Linked DNA regions of Mus musculus: region 2 is linked to region 1. The links are chromatin contacts, called in public Hi-C maps. All regions are on one chromosome and are shown on one strand. Each heading gives the region's core, a stretch centred on a gene start, on an enhancer-like site or on the middle of the called end of the contact. The rest is flanking DNA. Distances are from core to core; before and after follow the strand shown. Region 1 holds the start of Gm33169 (a long non-coding RNA gene). Region 2 has its middle 42 kb from the start of Pmp2.

Region 1 (5,068 bases), core at 753-3,252:
ATGCTGGATACTAAGCATGGACCGGGTGAAGACGATAATTCCCAAAAACCTTGGGAATGAAACTTTCTAATTCCCCAGGAAGCAAACTGGTCTGCTCAGAGGAAGCCACTGGCAATGGGCAGTTGGTCAGTGACAACCCTGACTTAGGGAGGATGAGTCTGGAGTGGAGTCAGCTCCGGGGACACCTGGCTGGAGGAGATAGCAAGGCCAAAACTTAGCTGGTCTTTGAAACTCTTCAAGGTCTCAGTAAATATAATAAACCTTAGTAACCAATCCAAACTGTACTGATGTCACTGGTTTGCCCTACGGATCATAGTAGAGGCTACTTAATCCTTCTGTAAGTTTCCCTAGCCTTGCATTAAAGGGAGGTTTATAAGCCTTTCTGGTCGTCACCATTTTTGATGACTATCTGACCCCTGCATGTTGCTAATTTCTGCAGAATAAAACATCTTTGTCTTTGCATACTATTTGAGTCTGGGGTCTTCCTTTGGTGATCCTTGGGCCCTAATAGTGACTAGACACAAGAGGGTTTCCCCTTATACTGCCCCATGTTACTAAGGCCTACTCCTGCCCATGCACTAGCCTGTGCCAAAATTCCAGGATGGAAGGACCCACAATGCCATTCATCTGGAGAAAAAAAATCACCAATGGTATCCAAAGAGTGTGACATTCCATAAAAATAAAGCAAGAAGCAGGTGACCTAGTGTCTGTGTGAAGAGACCCAAGTGTCTGACCTCATCACTTCATCTGGGAAAGATGAGAAACTGAAGTCTGAGTACAGTCAGCAAATCTGAAAAGGGAGTGGACTGGGTATGGGTAGTACAGACCTGATGAAGCTGAACTGCAGGGAAAGGCCTGGCCCTTCTTCAGCTGATGTGGCCCTTCCCCTGGGAAATGGCCTGGCTGCTAAGAGTGAACCTGAGGTTTGCCTGCTTGTGTGAACTGAAGCGCACCGAAAAGGTCACACTTGTGGAAGATGCTGTCTCAGGTTAACCCCACACCCCAGCCCCCACCCCGTCCCCTCCTCTGTTGTGTGCAGGCCTGCACCTGTGGAAGTCAGAAAGCAACTTCAGCTGCCTTCCTTGCAGGTCATCTATCTTGTTTTTGTTTGTGTGTTTTTCCAAGACAGGGTTTCTCTGTGTAGCCCTGGCTGTCCTGGAACTCACTCTGTAGACCAGGCTGGTCTCTTATTCAGACATCCTCCTGCCTCTGCCTCCCTGGCAGAGTGCTAGGATTAAAGGTGTTTGTTGGTGGATTGGCTTTTTTAAAACCTGGGTCTTAATGAGGTTGAACTGAGGTCTTCCTGTACCTACTGAGCCCTCTCTGGCCGCATGGTGAACCATTGCCTGGTCCTTGAGGGATGAGAGCTTGCTGGGTTGTGTGGTGATCCTTGCTTAGCTGTTGATGGAACTGTCATCATGCCATGCTTTGCAGCCTGGGCTTCCTGTGTGGCACTGTTCTTCAGGAGAAAGGTTTCCTAGCAGAGATCTGGGCTGGAAGCGAGGCTATGAACCTGCTTTGGCCTTGCTGGTCCCCTGTGTCTCTTGTCTGTAACATGAGGAAGTCACCAAGTATCTCAGTAGGTTCCTGACGGGACCACAGTTCTGAGACTGCTAGTGGTCGAGGAGTACCTTGTGGCTTGATAGAAATGGCAGCGCCCAATGTGATGTACCCCATTTCATTCAGTTTGGGGAACAGGGAAGAGTCAGTGTGAGTGGAGTCACCGTGGAGAAGCTCAGCACTAGTAGGCAAAGATGAATATCCTCAGACGCTACAGCGCTTAAGAGAAGGCCAATCCTTAACTTGCTTACCCACAGCTCGCCAGTTTAGCAGTGTTGAGGAGTACCTTTGCTGTTGAGGGCATGGCGGGGCTGCAGCTGTGGCGGGAAGGTTCTGGCTTTGGGGAACGTGCTTTAAAGAAATCACACTGGTTACATTTTCTTAATTTAGCAGTCAGTTAACCATGACTCATCCTCCGTCTGCTCATGTGACCAGGAAAGTAAATATTGACAAGAAGTCAGCAGATGCCAACCCTCCTCAGACAGAAGGTGGGGGGGGGTGAGCTTGCTTCCTGTTTGCTTTGCTAACAAAATTTCAGGGACCACTCCAACCTCCATTATTGAGTCCTATCTATGTGAAAGAGGGCTGATTGGTCATTTCCAACTCATGACCTGCCTTCTGTCCCCTGCTTTTAGACAAGCCTGGGTCACAATTGTTTTCTTTCAGACCTGGTACATATTTTACACATTCAAGTAGACCTGACCTCCAGATTCTCCCAGCATCCTTCAGTCCCTATCTGGTATATCTTACCCCCAACCCTGAACTTTCCAGCCCAGGGCCTGGGCTGCCCTTCCCACAGAGGCTCCTCCCTATATAATGCAGACTTTTTGGTCTCTCTCCTCTCATTCTCTTCTTTGCTCTGCATGCCTGTCCTTTCTCTCCCCCCACCCACCCTTCCCCACCTCTGACAGTGACTCCCCTGGCCTCACTCTTTGGGTTCAGTGAACTTACCCAAGAGCAGATTCCTAATAAGCCTATCTTTAATATAATCTAACCTGGCTTGAATTGGCTCACTTTACTGGCAGAGAAATAACCTGTCAGATGGTGATGAATAAACAATGCCTTAGTTGCCCCTGACTGCTTTCTGCTGACACTGGGACGAAGTTTTGTTTTGGAGGAACCTAAGAAAACTGGGAGAGTTGGCTGTTCCATTGCTGTCCAGGCTCTGAGGGATCATTTGCAGCTGTAAAGTGAAGGCCCAGCAGACGCATGTGTTGGGTAGGCCTGAGCACCATGCCGAACTGTACCTTGGACCTTTTGGACCTTTCCTGAGTGCAGGTTCTGAGAGAACATCTAGATGTTAGGGGCAGAAGATAAAGTTACGGAGCTTAGGGGGACAGCTTTCTCTTGGTAACTCTTAGGCCCATGGTCTTGGTAGTAGGTGTGTGTGTGTGTGTACCTCAGATAAGATATCTCTGCATCAGAGGCTCCCCTAAAACAAAGGCCTTTGTTCAGGTAGGTCTAACTCTGCCTTCGCTCAGCCGAGAGAGCCCGGAGGGTCCTAGGCCCTAATAGGCTATTGGGGATGGGTAAACGGAGGCAGAAGAAACAATAGATAGAGTGGTAAACCATAAAAGGACAGAGGTGGCCCCCATGTGGCCAGGAAAGAGCAAGCCATCAGGCTGGGAACTCAAGTCCTCCGGGGTTCGCATCATCTAATAGGTTACTTCCACCTGAGAAATGAGCCAATTCAAGCCAGTTCAAATATATTAAATGCAGGTTTCTTGAGAAGCTGTTCTTGGATAAATTCAATGGCCTCAGTGGCCCCAAGAATTGAGGTCAGGGGAGCGGCCTTGGGGGGGGGCGGTGTTGCAGGGGAAGAGAAGGAGACAAAGGACAGAGGGATGGAGAGAGACGGGAGGGAGGAGATAAGGAAAAGAAGAGAGAGGAGAGAGACCAAAATGTCTGGATAATATAGGGAATAGCCTCTGCCAGGCCCTGGCCTGGAAAGTTCAGGGTTGCGGGCCAGGTGTAGGGACTGAGGGATGCTGGGAGAACCTGGAGGCCAGGTCTGCTTTGATGTATAAAATATTCGCCTAGGTTCCTTGTTGTCCAGAGACATGAGCAGAGACAAATGGGTCCTCCTGCTTCCCCCGATGATTGGCTGTGTAACTGTAATTCTGCAGCTGAAGCTCCAAGCAAAATGAATGCAGCCCCCCTCCCCCCTGGTGTAGCTCAGGGCTGGGTGACTATGGGAAAGCCACTCGCTGAGTGTCTCCACGTCCAGATTTCACCTCCAAAACAAAGAGAAAAATTAATCCTTTCCAGTTGTTGAGGTCAAATGGCATTCCAACATTCCTGAACCCTGCCTCTGCCAACTACAGTCAGGAGATGCTCTCGGCCTGTGATGTCCCTACACACAAGTGTTTGAGCTGTCACTGGGCAAGCACCAGTAGACTGACCCATCAGTGCAAGGGACGGAGAAAAAATGGGGGCTAGAGAGACCGCTCAGTGGGTAAAGTGCTTGCTCACAAAAGTTAAAACCAAATTTCAATTTTTAGAACCCAGTGAAAGACAGAGAGACGGGGTGGGGGGTGGGGGCATGTTGGTGTGAGATTTTAATCTCAGTGCTGGGAGGCAGACAGCTGAACCCTAGAGCTCTGGTCAGCTAGCCTGCTTAGCTTAGCAAACACATACATGAACACACACACACACACGTTAAAGAAGGGGCCTTTATATGCTTTCCTTTGTTCCTGACCTTTATATTTATAAAAGCTTCTTGCACTGTAGATGGGCAGACACTGGGCTATTCTACCCTGACTATGCTGCCCTGGCCTAGTTCCCAGCCACGAGCTTGTCACCTGCTATCTTGGCCTTGCCCTGGCCTCTTTCAATATTCCAATGGCTAGTCCCCCTGCCCCCATCTCACCTGAGACCCTTTCCCTCTCCTGCCAGCTATAAGCTGTTCAGCTCTTTACTGCACAGGCAGAAGAGGGTGGAGGACAAGGTTTTACCAAACATTGAGTCAGGAAATGCTTCATATTAGTATCAGTGCCAAAGTCCGGGCTGCAACTGGAGTTCTGAGTACAGAAATCAGCAACTGAGTGCACAGTGCACAAAAGCCACATGCACACGCGCATATACACACTCACAGTACACAAAGCCACACATGCTCGCACATGCACATACAGATGCGCGCACATGCACACACGCGCAAGCACATGAACACACATACATACAAAGCAGTGAGCCCACTTGGTGCACCCACTGCCTCAATGCAGCATAGCAGGTGGCACTGTTCGATCAGAAGGAAAGCACGGAGCCACACTGTGTTCTGAAGAAAAGCTTCCCTAGGACGCTGCAGTTGCTGAGATAAGCTGAAGTCAGAAACTCCAGGAAGATTAGGCCTCATATCAAAGCACACCAGGAGACTCTTGAACCATGCAGGAAGGTAGATCGGCCCTTCACATGTGTGGTCCATTGGGAGAAGGCATCCGTGGTGAGCTGTAACATCTGGGAAGCTGAACAGGAAACAGGTGCCTCTCCTTGCTCCCTCCGTGCTAGCAAA
Region 2 (5,068 bases), core at 1,738-4,237, 470 kb before region 1:
CCGTAAACATAAACACTTTTGAGCCAACCTCCTGCGGTAGAATGCTGCTAGCGATTTACTGCAGTTGTCCTACCTGCGTAGACACGGCTTTTTATGAACCACCTCAAAGGCAGGCATTACCTGTTATAATGTTCAGCAGAAATGTAGGAACTCAGAAATCGACCGTTCACACAGGTGAGTCGATCATCTTGCTTCTCTGATCAGCTTCATAGGTTTTTCTGGGAGAGTGAAGTCTAGGATGAGACCCAAAACAAATCAGGAGATCCACCTTAAAAATAGCCTGAATCTACGTGATAAAGGTTGCTAGGTTTCTGCCAATATCTGAAGTAATTTCCTTCAATCCAGTATCTGGTTGAACAATTTGTTTCTTTCTTTCTAGTCCCCCCCCCCCCCCCCCCAGGCTTGAATTCTTGCCAGGGGAAGGCTTTTCTCAGCGCCAGAAGTAGACTGGATCCGTTCCTCTCTGTTTCCCCATTGTCTACCAGAAGGGTTCCCAGAAAACAGAGCCGCTAAGAAGTAGCCCAGGAAAAGCTCTGAAGAGCTGACAATGAGCGAGGCCAGAGTGCCGGTGTCAGAATGAAATTGAGAAATTGACCGCCCGCGGGTGAACCACCAGCGTCACTCCTGAGTCTTGGGACACTGCCTCATAAATGTAATCTTGTGGGTGGGGCTGTTTCTAGAGAAAGAGAATGGAAGATGAGCAAAGAAATGGGACGATGATGTGAATCAGGACAGCAAGGGAGGCTGGGATAGACTGTGGAAGTTACAGCCTCCTTAGGGAAGCCCCACTGGACAAGCATGGTGGCCGCTGCCCTGTGTGTCCCTTCGTGCTAAGGCACGCTGACTGCAAACATCCTGTCCCTTCATGTCAGCTGACCTTGGAAGGAAAGGAACAACTGAAATTTTACAACTGTTCCAGCTGGAGAAGATCTTTTAATGGTTTAATGTTTTTCTGATGTGGTTCAATAATGGTTTTCTGCAAATTTTAGAACAACATTGAATTTAGTTACTGCAAGGAATAAATCAAACTAGGAACAAAATTTAGGGCATCGAGGAAGTCAATTAAAAAAAAAAACACAGCACAAGTGATTGGTAAGGTGATGTGAAAGGGTTGAGGGTTCGAGGTCAGCTGGGCTACAGGGCAAGACCTTGTCTCCAAGAGGAGAGAAAAGAGAAGGAGAGGAGAGTAGAAAGTCTAGCAAGAACATTCGCAGCTTGATTTGAGTAATTGTTTCTAGAAACTACAGTAAACAACTGATTTTGATATATAATGTGGAGAGAAGTTATAGAAAAGCTTAAGGTGACTTTTTATAAAGCAGTCATTGGAAAATGAGAATGAAAATTATTTAGAGGGTACAGTGTCCCCAACCTGTACCAACACAGTACATAAGGACAGCATTGAATAGCCGCGTGCTTGGGGAGCAGCACACCATCAGCGTGCTCCTCCCTGAGCAAACGGTGGGTGGACGCACCTTTGCACAGGCACACAAGTTAGGCGAGAGCATTCCCTCCCCGGGGCAAAGCTAGCACTTGCAGAGTGTCCCTGACTGTCCCTTTTGCTGCCCTGAAAGTTTGACTGGTTTGTCTCTCAGTGTCCTGGCCCTCACTATATTCTTTCGGCTCCCTTGCCCCAATCCTCCACTTGCTGGAGCCATTAGAAACCCTGCTTTGCTTTCCTGGCAACTATACTTACATTAGCCCTTTTCCATGATGCCTTTTAAAAACAATTCTTGCTTGCAGTGAATACCTAAGCATCTGAGTTAAGATCCCCAACTCTAAAGCTGGCCTTGGCAGCAAGCGTTGTATTTCTAGCAACCTCCTGGGTGGGGCTCACTGTCCACTAAGTCTAGCTCATCAGTAAGCTTCAGATTCATACTTAAACAAACAAACAAACAAACAAACCCCTAAGAATTAAAAGAAAGAGGGGATGTTGAGCAGGAAGATGGCCCTGGCCATCTGCAGCGGCAGAGGGCTTATCAGGAGCCACCGAGCCTGCGCTAAAGCGCTCTGGACGCTGCTTTTGTTCTGGAAGGTTGCCAAGGGTTTTTCACGCTTCTGTGGCATCTAGTTTCCAGAAGGAACCTGTAAAATGGTAAATAAAATTGCCTGGTGTTGAGCTGCAAGATGGCTCTGTGGGTAAAGGTACCTGCTGCCAAGTTTGATCCTTAGGATTTGATCCCGGGGATCACGTGCTGGGAGGAGTGGCCTGACTCCCTTAAGGTATCCCCTGACCTTCAAACGAGTGCCTGAGCGCATGTGCGCGCGCACGCGCGCGCACACACACACACACACACACACACTCTCAAAATAAGTATATAAAGTGCAATAAAAAAAATTTTTTAAAGAGAGGTACATAGCATTTGAAGAAGAAAACACCCTGTGCTGACTCTGAACTCCCAGACACACCTCCCCCCCATTCCTATCCCTGCCCTGCACACATGCACACAACTACACATGCATATACCCTCATAGACACAGGAAAACACACACAAGAACACATATATACAGCACAAAAAGTATTAATTCCTATAATTCTTGTTGTATTATTACAGGAAACTTTAGGGAATCTCCGCATTAGATGCCATATATTATCGGAGAAATTGGGGTTTTCCCTTTGGGTTTTTGGTCTCATCAATAAAGAATTTAAAATTATCTTTAAAGCACAATTTTAAAAGCAGACTTGAGGAGGGTTTTTTTTGTTTTTTTGTTTTTTAATTTTAAGGGTAGGCAACCTGTAAATTCAGCAACTGCGGGGGGGGGGGAGGGGGGAGAAAAAGGAGGGGAGATAAGGACAGGGCATAGGGATGGAGCCATTACTAAGAGTAAGGAAGGCCAGCCTATCAGTGGGAGCATGCTGACATCTGGGGAAAAGAGATAAAAGGAAGAAAATGAAAAAAAAAATATTGTTTTTCTGAGTAGCCCAGAAAATCAAGCAGTCTTAGCAGAGGATGTGGCTCCCTGAGTGACTGCCCTCAGGAGGGCTCTCAGGAGGTTTAGCTGACTCAGACCTCCTGGGTGGCAGTCTCTAGAAGGCGATAGACAGGCTCATCTCTATAACTATTCCCAGGTAGATCAGAGCGGTCTGTGTCTAACCAGGGCGAGAGGTGAATCCTACGTTTCTGACAGAAGGAAATAGGTTTCCTATTAAAGGCCTCAACAGAGCCTCCATAGCCATCCTCATTGGCTTCTGAGGCTACTGTACCAACATAATATGGTGATTATTTCCTATAAAATATCATTATGAATTATCTAGTATATATAGACATCAATTTTTAGATACAATTTTGACAATCCTTTTAATGTAGCATCAACCCCTTGTACATTCAGCCCTCCGCAGAAATGAGCATCATACTGAATGCTTACTCATTCCTTGCCTTTTAAAAAAACATTTATCACTATTTTATATATCCTTTAACATTTCTGTCTGTAATTTATATTGTTCATCTGGCAACGGCTTCTTTTCACTCCTGGCCTAACTTCAGTTTTCTCCACGTTAGCACATGAACTGAGGCTAGTGCAGCTGCAGTGTGAAGCCACACTGTCTGGCCAGGTGTTTGGCTCTACTCCAGAGTTTTAGCTCGCAGGCCGTGAGTGCTGCTGCAGAATCAGCATATATAGACTATGCCTCGTGGTGTACGTGGTGTACGTGTGAGGAAGGCCTTTCTGAGGAATGTGCTTAGGATCTGAACTGACAGTTCTCAGAGTCTGAATTCCCGATAGTGTGTTGAATTTCTCTGAAGTGGCTCTGTGAGTCTCGCTCCAGCAGTAATGCTGGGCCTGTGTAAACACCTAACGTTATTAGAAGCTTTGATTTGGCCAACTTGATGAATCTGAAATGGATTAGTGTGCATTTCTGCGACTAATGAGATTGGGCATCTTTTTGAAATTTATATAAGCCAGAACTGACATCCCAGGAACATGCAGAAATACATGCAAATATGATTAATGATGGATTAGTCCATGAGTATCAGACCGAGACAAGAGATTTCCCCTGTAGAAAACACATAAATAATAATCTGCATTTCTGTCTCCATTGATTGAAGACTCAAGTATAATGGAAAGCCAAAGAATATTTAGGAGATAACTTAGAGGCATGGGGACGCAGCCCAGGAAGCAGAGCGGCCGCCTAGTGTGAGGCCAAGAGTACGGTGGTTAGGAACTGTAACAGCAGAATGGGGAGGGAGACGTGTGTGCGGGAGGTACAAGAGGTGTGTGTGCCATCCACAGCAACAGTGAGTTAAAAGCCAGCCTAAGTTACATGAAACTATGCCAGAGAGAACACAGAGGAGAGATGCTGGGGAGGGGGGGGATGGAGGGAGGGAGAAAAGGAGGGAGGGAGAGAGGGAGGGAGGGAGGGAGGGAGGGAGGGAGGGAGGGAGGGAGGGAGGGAGGGAGGGAGGGAAAGGTATTAGAGGAACAGTGTAATTATCACAAACCTTGCAAGGTTTGATTTAACGAGACACATGAAGCACAATCATCATCAAGAAATACTAAAGATGTTAAACACATCCTTGGCTCACTGATCGCTTCAGGAATCTAAATTGCCACACATGCGAGTTTGTTTCCAGATTCTTTTCAATGCTCTGCCCACCTACCTGTATGTCTCTACTGCTGACATATCTCCTTAATCACGGTTACTCCCCCCGTGACTCTGGGGGGCATCCTCCAGCCTTGTCCCTAGTGACTCTGAGGGGCGTCCTCCAGCTTTCCCCACCCCACCCTTGTCACTCTGGGGGCATCCTACAGCCTTCTGTCTGTTTCTGCTCTCAGTTCTGTAGCTGCAGTCGCAGTCCGTGCTTATTCATTGTGTAGCACAATGTTCTCTACCATCAATCCCTCCACTCTCTCTCTCACAACCCACCCATCCTCAACTGGGAGGAACTGACGTCAAGAAGGTTTGCATTTGCCTGCCTTGCCTTGGCTCGATATTTTTAGCTTTTCTGAATCACATTAGTAGTCTTCACCAAAAGTGGTGGACTTGAGGACGTACATATTCTGAGTTATATATATATATTTGCTGCACCTGGAGCAGGGGCTGCCCTGACTCTGCCTGCCCGCCTGTGGATCC

Evidence for each region. Hi-C and Micro-C count contacts between places; a contact is called where the count stands out from the background.
Region 2: a Hi-C map of the G1E-ER4 cell line shows a contact between it and region 1, with 2.4 times the contacts expected there. The contact joins two enhancer-like sites. A contact is called at or near these places in 1 of 484 Hi-C or Micro-C datasets (the G1E-ER4 cell line) and 1 of 115 datasets of contacts at active chromatin or transcription factors (regulatory T cells).

Annotation. Positions count from the first base shown.
Region 1 is chr3:9,662,990-9,668,057 of GRCm38.p6, reverse strand. It overlaps Gm33169 (a long non-coding RNA gene), which reads left to right and starts at 4,940. Exons shown (of 6, transcript XR_878676.2): 1 at 4,940-5,068. Within about 2 kb of position 2,002, at least 52 of the 459 cell types and tissues checked have an H3K27ac peak or open chromatin away from gene starts, as enhancers often do. A contact at or near this core is called in the G1E-ER4 cell line, where this site is marked.
Region 2 is chr3:10,138,915-10,143,982 of GRCm38.p6, reverse strand. No RefSeq gene overlaps it. Among named protein-coding and RNA genes, the nearest start is that of Pmp2, 42 kb to the left of the region's middle. Within about 2 kb of position 2,987, at least 61 of the 459 cell types and tissues checked have an H3K27ac peak or open chromatin away from gene starts, as enhancers often do. A contact at or near this core is called in the G1E-ER4 cell line, where this site is marked.